Linked DNA regions of Zea mays: region 1 is linked to region 2. Evidence: chromatin contacts called from public Hi-C data. All regions are on one chromosome and are shown on one strand. The core of a region is the stretch at or near the end of the contact, and the rest is flanking DNA. Distances in the headings are between cores, read along the strand shown.

Evidence for each region. Hi-C and Micro-C count contacts between places; a contact is called where the count stands out from the background.
Region 1: a contact with region 2 is called in a Hi-C map of ear, with 2.8 times the contacts expected there. The contact joins the enhancer-like site here to the promoter of LOC100279589 in region 2. A contact is called at or near these places in 3 of 25 Hi-C or Micro-C datasets (ear, leaf and tassel).

The regions. Positions count from the first base shown.
Region 1 is chr10:140,080,081-140,083,337 of Zm-B73-REFERENCE-NAM-5.0, forward strand. No RefSeq gene overlaps it. Among protein-coding and RNA genes, the nearest start is that of LOC103641967, 35 kb to the right of the region's middle. Within about 2 kb of position 1,316, at least 17 of the 20 cell types and tissues checked have an H3K27ac peak or open chromatin away from gene starts, as enhancers often do. A contact at or near this core is called in ear, leaf and tassel, where this site is marked.
Region 2 is chr10:140,007,691-140,011,152 of Zm-B73-REFERENCE-NAM-5.0, forward strand. It overlaps LOC100279589, which reads right to left and starts at 1,682. Exons shown (of 6, transcript NM_001360987.1): 1 at 1,210-1,682; 2 at 811-887; 3 at 612-648; 4 at 90-177. The coding sequence starts at 1,339.

The DNA.
Region 1 (3,257 bases), core at 66-2,565, 72 kb after region 2:
GCAGGAGAGGGTGTGGAATACACAGCAACACGGCGGTGCAAACTTTCAATGAGGCAGCACAAAACCTCTCGAGACTCGAGAAATATAGCGGGGCGTGAAGTGGAACTGGAAGAACTGGAAGAGCCGATGCAGCTGAGGCACTGACCGAAGCCTAGGGAGCCTACACGTACGCGCGCCTGGCCTGCGCTGTCTGCATCCATCCTTCTTCCCTTTGGTTTGCCTACTTGTAGAAGCAAAGTTGACATAAAAGCTGCGTAGAAACCAAAGTTTTGGCTGTGGCCTCAGGCAGGCGGCAGGAGGCAGCTCGATCATACGTTGGCACCGGAGAAGACGGGGACGGAAAGGGAGAGCTTTGGATTGCGAAGAATGTGGAATAAAATTAAGTAGAGATAATGTGGATAGCATGTATTGAAAAGTTAAACGTTAATAGGGATGACATAGTTGGAGATGATGTGGATAGTTAGTGTGAGATGATGTATAGCGGTGTAATGTCAATTCCTACTAATTGACTAAAGGTCCTTTTTGCCGATCTCTTGGGAGAATATACTTCCGGTTGCAGTCATCACTCATCACCAATCCGGCAATGTGGAAACGTGAAAAGCGGAGCATCATGAGAGCAATACGAGGAGCGTACACTATATATAGTACGCAGCCAGCTATAGTAAGAAAGGATGATGAAAATGCAGACGTGGCAGTGGCAATGATCGCCGTGTACATATATATGCATGTGCAGCAGCACAGCACCGTTGGTGCTATTTACAGGTCCGTGAGATAGGATAGGATAACGCCAAGGGCATGCACGTACCATTTAATGGAGGAAGCTAGGGTAAGCATGCATGTTTCGTTTGACCACACCACAGTGCCATTCGTGACCTTTTGCGCGCGGCCAGAGACAGACAGAATGAACAATTAATTGCCACACTGTTTTATTTTGCATCTGGTGAAATACACGCTCTGCATGCTGCCGATCTTCACCATCATCCCCTGCACCGATTTCTACTGAAAAACGTGTTTCTGTTGACACTGAAATTCGACCAGGAGGTCCATATAGTATTCGTCGGCTAAATCTAAACCCGCCGTCTTGCCCTGTAGTATGTATGGGTTTGTAGCTCCTGGCTAGCTGGCTGACGGCACGAGTCGCATACTGGGATCCATGAGACGACGAGACAGCGCGATACCGTACGTCCTACTCGGGGAGGTCAACCATTAATTATAGTGCAAACGTACGTAACCGGGCCGTTCTGGCTTGGACTGCTCGGTGCTCGATGCACATCTTTCTGATAAGAAGCCCAGCCTGCATCCTCCTACGGAAAGCCCACTTGAGCCAGCCCATGGACCAGTCCATGTAGCCTACCTGCTCCTATCTCTATCTGCAAACCACTACTACGAGCCCATAAGGGGCCAGTCCATATGGCGCTCAACCTGAATTATATGTTACAATACTTGCATACAATGCAGATTTTCCATTGCTAAACATGTTACGTCTCGTTCTACCCTACATCTGCTCTGCAATATTTCATTCAGTCTGTAGCCATGGCTTGGTTTCGAGTCGGTGTACTATGGAAGGAACATGCATGTCGTTGCTATCATTATTCCAGTTGCCTTCTGATGCAATTAACGATATTCTATGACTCACGGTCGTTGGATATACACTAAAATCACCGTTATGAACTTTTTTTAATCTTTTTCATCCTCCCTAGTCATCTTCATAATGTAGCATTCGAGTCTAGCTAATAGATATATGACGTGTTGGATTGCAGCATCATATAGCCCGGAGTCAAATCATCCGTTATGGGTTGGAGACGAGAAAGACGAGGTCATCTGATATTTTTTCAAGAAACCAGCTCGACCGTCAACTTACGCCTGCGAAGACGGCTACCAAGGATGGCTTGACGACGGATCGGTTCACCTCGTGACACAAACCAGACAGAACATCTAGGTTGGGACCACTAGTACAATTTGGCTCTATACAAGCGGTAGGATTTTTACATCACACGCGGTTCGGTTAGAAAACCGCCTGTGATGTCCCAGGCGGTTTAGTACGCCTGTGATGTAATAGTATCACAAGCGGTTTTTGTTTAGGACCGCCTGTGATGCTCTATCCTTTTCACAAGCGGACCCTAAGACAAAACCGCATGTGATTGTAAAATTATGAAAATACAATTTAAATATGAAAATAATTTTATTTTTTAACAGAAATATGCAAATACAATTTAAATGAATTAATATTTAATTTTTAACAATAATATGCAAATACAATTTAAATGAATTATAATAGCACACATAGATAACTAGAGAGATTTTAAATTAATTGGCAACCACAATTCATAGTCGATCATACATGATAACAAATACAATTTGATTCATACAATTTTTCATGAACTACCATTTTTCCGCATGTATGGCTTTAAGTTCTTATCAATTTTCTTTTCCACACGCTTGATTCTCTCTGGACCGTTAAAGACGAATATCTCTTCATACTTATTGTATTTCTCATCTTGGTCTCCCACATTCTCAACTCCAACAATTTTTTGCTTTCCAGAAATAACTACATGCATCTTCTCATCTGCTGGATCGAGTACATAGAACACTTGTGCAACACATTCGGCGAGAACCCACGGGTCATCTTTATATCCTACTTTCTTTAAGTCTACCAGTGTGAGTCCGTAGTTATCCACTATCACCCCCACGGGATGTTGTACCCATTGGCACTTAAACAAGGGTATTTTCATGCTTGGGCCATAATCAAGTTCCCATATTTCCTCTATGAATCCAAAATATGTGGTCTTCTGTCCATGTAGGTCAAAAGCATCGATACGAACACCGCTATTTTGTGCAACACTTTTCATGTCTTTTGATTTAGTGTAGAATGTGTACCCATTGATGTCATATGCTTGCCACGATGTCACAAAACACGATGGCCCAGAAGCCAAATTCTTCATTGTTTTCTCATCCGAAGAGTCTCCGAATGGGATGTTTTTGTCCATTAACCATTCGCTGAAACGATGTTTGTGCTCCCTCATGATCCAGTCCTCTGTGCGGTTCTGATTTTCTTTACGAAGCTCATTCAGGTGTTCCTCTATGTAAGGCTCGGCTATCGTGAGATGTTGTAGTACACTACCATGAGCACAATGTACTAGCTTGTAATCCTCAACGCGAAAAGTTTTCTTGCCCATTCTCCCTCTCCCACATAGTTTACCCTCATGTTTAGGTACAGGCACACCTATCATTGTTCCGTCACTGATGTAATCTATACA
Region 2 (3,462 bases), core at 432-2,931:
TTAGGGCCTTGAAAAGCTTGTCTTCTAACTTGAACACGTACGTTTCAAAGAGGGGGGACGGGGGAAAGAAAGGTGTTTGCAGGCCAAACCTTTTCAGAGGTGGTGGTGGGCGCAGGAACTCCTCTTGCTCATCACCAGTGCATGAGTGCCTCCTTTGCAGCAGCTGGGCTTGCATCCCTGCTCGATGGTGCCATGAAAGAAAGGTGTTTGGCTTTCCATTAGCAAAATCCATCTAAAGTATACTTGGCTTTCCCAACAACAAATCTTGCAAGGTAAGCTACACTCATTGACACACGAGAAGGGAATCTGCTGGGGTCGCAAGGAGTAGTTGGCAAGTGCAGTGAGCATGTGGAGGAGTGAGCTAAGATGAGAGTCACAGAAACCACAAGGCAATGTGATATCTTATTTTTTCAAAAAAAGAAAGAAAAAATTATATATAAAGATGTTTTGGAATGGTCAGTTCACTGTTGCAGGACATTTGTTTGTCCCTGAACACTGCACGGCGTTGACATGTAAAGCAATTAAAAAAATACGACCAATGAGTAAAGAAAGAAAGAATTCGGTAGTGCAAGAAGCCAGCACACGAGGGCTCGTTTCATCTCAACTCTCACCTCTCCTTCCTGCGCCAAGCCTCGCAGCTCTGTACATCTGTTCATCAAGAAAAAAAAAAGCAAACGGAGGAATCAGAAGCTGTTGAGTTCATTCGCGCGCGGTTGTCAGCTCCAACGCGAAAACAAACAGTCAGTGCCTCTGCAGGTGCACGCCAATCAGCAATAATAGCAATGGATGGAGAGAAGAGAAACAATTAACCTGGAGATGGCTCTTGACATGAGATATGGTGAGCCCCCTGGTGGCCATGAACTGGAGGATGAGCTTCGGCGTGGCCTCTGCGATTTTGCACCGCCAAGACGAACGGCAGTTAGCTAGCCAGGCTGTTGAAAACGCGATTGGAAGCAGGAGAGAGACACAAGAAGCACACAGCACAAAACGATAGTTTTTTTTTTCCCAAAAAGAAAGAACACGATCAATATTAGAACCGGCGGGGAACAAATCACTAGATAATTCTACCAAATCTCTCAAGGTCAAGGGCAATGTTACTACATGAGCATAAAAAAATGGGGGGAGCATGATTACATAAAACATGGGAGGCAGCAGTATATATCTTTATGATGAAGGGACGAGGCGGATCGGAGGAAGGAGAGAACGTACTGTGTTGGCCGCCGAGGCAGTCTATGGCCTGTACGAAGCTGCGGTGGAGGTCGGCGCTCCACTTTATCCTGGGCTCCTTGGACCGGATGTACCGCCTCACCACAGTGCCATTCCTGCCGCCGCCGCCCATCTCTTGGATCGCCTCACGACCTCACCTACCTGGATCTGGATGATATGGAGCTCAGCTCACCGGGCCCTAGCAAGGAGCGAACCAAACTTGCCCTTTTGTTCCCTCCTGTCCTCAGCTCCTCCCTCGCTCTCTGATCGACCACCCTTGTTATTATATGTGTAAGCCCTGCCCAGAGCTGCCGCACCGGCAAGCAGGTTGTCGCTTCCTTCTCTCTCTCGCGCGCGACGGCACCGGCAAGTCCAAGCTGGCGCCGCCCTTTCTCCTCGCAGTCGCAGGTCGCAGCGCCCTGCACCGTATCTCTTTCCGTCTCTCTCGCTCGCTCCCTCCTCAAAAGGCGAGGCGCGAGAGCCGGCCAGAGGAGCGCGGCGTAGGTTTATATGCTGGACGCCCGGGCCTTCCCTTGCCATCATGTGCTGTGCCGGCGCGTGTTGCCTTGTATGGGCATGCCTTCCTGTCTGGTACGCTACGTACGCACTGGTGATGGCTACGTGTCTTCTTGTTGCGCCGCCTACCTGTCGCGGATTAGCGATGCACGAACGGCGCGGCCGATCCGATCGACGGGCCATCATTAGCTCGAACCGTATGCGTCATCCGTTCAGGAACGGCGAACGTCACATTGGCTTGTGAGGTTCGCCGTTTCGGAATTTTCCACGTATTTTGGACAACCTGCGAGTGTAAGTCGATGCTTGTGATTTGTGATATGTGCCTTACGATTGACGCAAAATTTCGGTTGTGTAACCCAGTTGTTCTCCAACACACCATGTTCAGGCGTGTGCTTGGAGAGCAGCGGGGTTATGCTGCCGAAATTTCGCGGCAATCGTAGGTTACACGTCACAAATCACAAGCATCGGCCTACACTCTTGGGTGGGTTTAGGGCATTTACCTAATAGGGAGTTCACCTAAACCACAGACGATCCACTACCGGAGTCGACCGCTTTGCCGAGTGCTTGAAGCACTCGGCAAAGCCCGAAAAACACTCGGCAAAGTCTTTGTCGAGTGTAACACGCGGCAAAGAACGCTCGGCGAACTGTACATCGGTAACGGCCTCTTTGCCGAGTACTTTTTGTCGGGCACCATTTGGTACTCGGCAAAGAAAAGTCGCCGTCACGGCGCCAAGTGACGGTGACGGATCCTTTGCCGAGTGTCTTCCTTGGCACTCGGCAAAGAGGCCAATTTTGCCGAGTGTCTTCTGCCATGGCCCTCGGCAAAGACGGCTCCAGTGGGCCCCACCGCCAGTCCCTGTGCCGAGTGTCTAGTGGACTGGCACTCTGCAAAGAGTCCTCCAGTGGGTCCCTTTGCCAGTCCCTTTGCCGAGTGCGCTGGGCGGCACTCGGCAAAGGTAGCTTCGTTGCCGAGTGCCTTGACCACAGCACTCGGCAAAGAAGGCTTTACCGGTTCCCAGGTTTCCTTCTTTGCCGAGTGTCATGGTCATAGCACTCGGCAAAGCTACCCTTTGCCGAGTGTTACACTCGGCAAAGTGACCAGGAAGTCCCTTTTTTATTTGTTTTTGCTGTTCCATCCAAACAAACAAAAGATATATATCATTCACATTACATTATATATCAATCGCATCACAGAATCAACACATTTATCATCAACACCATATATATCACAAATATCACCACATAAATCAGGTTTCACAGCACATAAGTCTCACTAAGTATCTCACAAGACCAAGTATAACTAACATCACCAACACTCACAAATATAAGTCTGGATCATCACAAAACAGGTCATCAACGAGGTGGGCATTTGGACTGGTTCGGCGAAGGGCTGGACGAAGTGTGAGGGTTGTTCGACGCCGCCGATTGACCCTGCACAGAGAAGAGATTGCATGTGTGAGAACATATGAATATATATCATGCAGTACTAAAATTTTGATACTCACAGGAGTAGTGAACTCAGCAGGGTCAGCTACAGGGAACAACGGAGGTGGTGGAGCATGACCCTGTGCGGCGCCAAGGCTCTGCATGTACGCGAACATCTCCGCCATCCTCTTCTCCAGCTCCTCACGTTGCCTCCTCTCATCATCTAGCTGAGTCTGTAATATTTCACCCTAATGTTACGATAATGCAAAGAGAAGATATATAATAATCAATGAACGATGAATAGATAAGGAATAA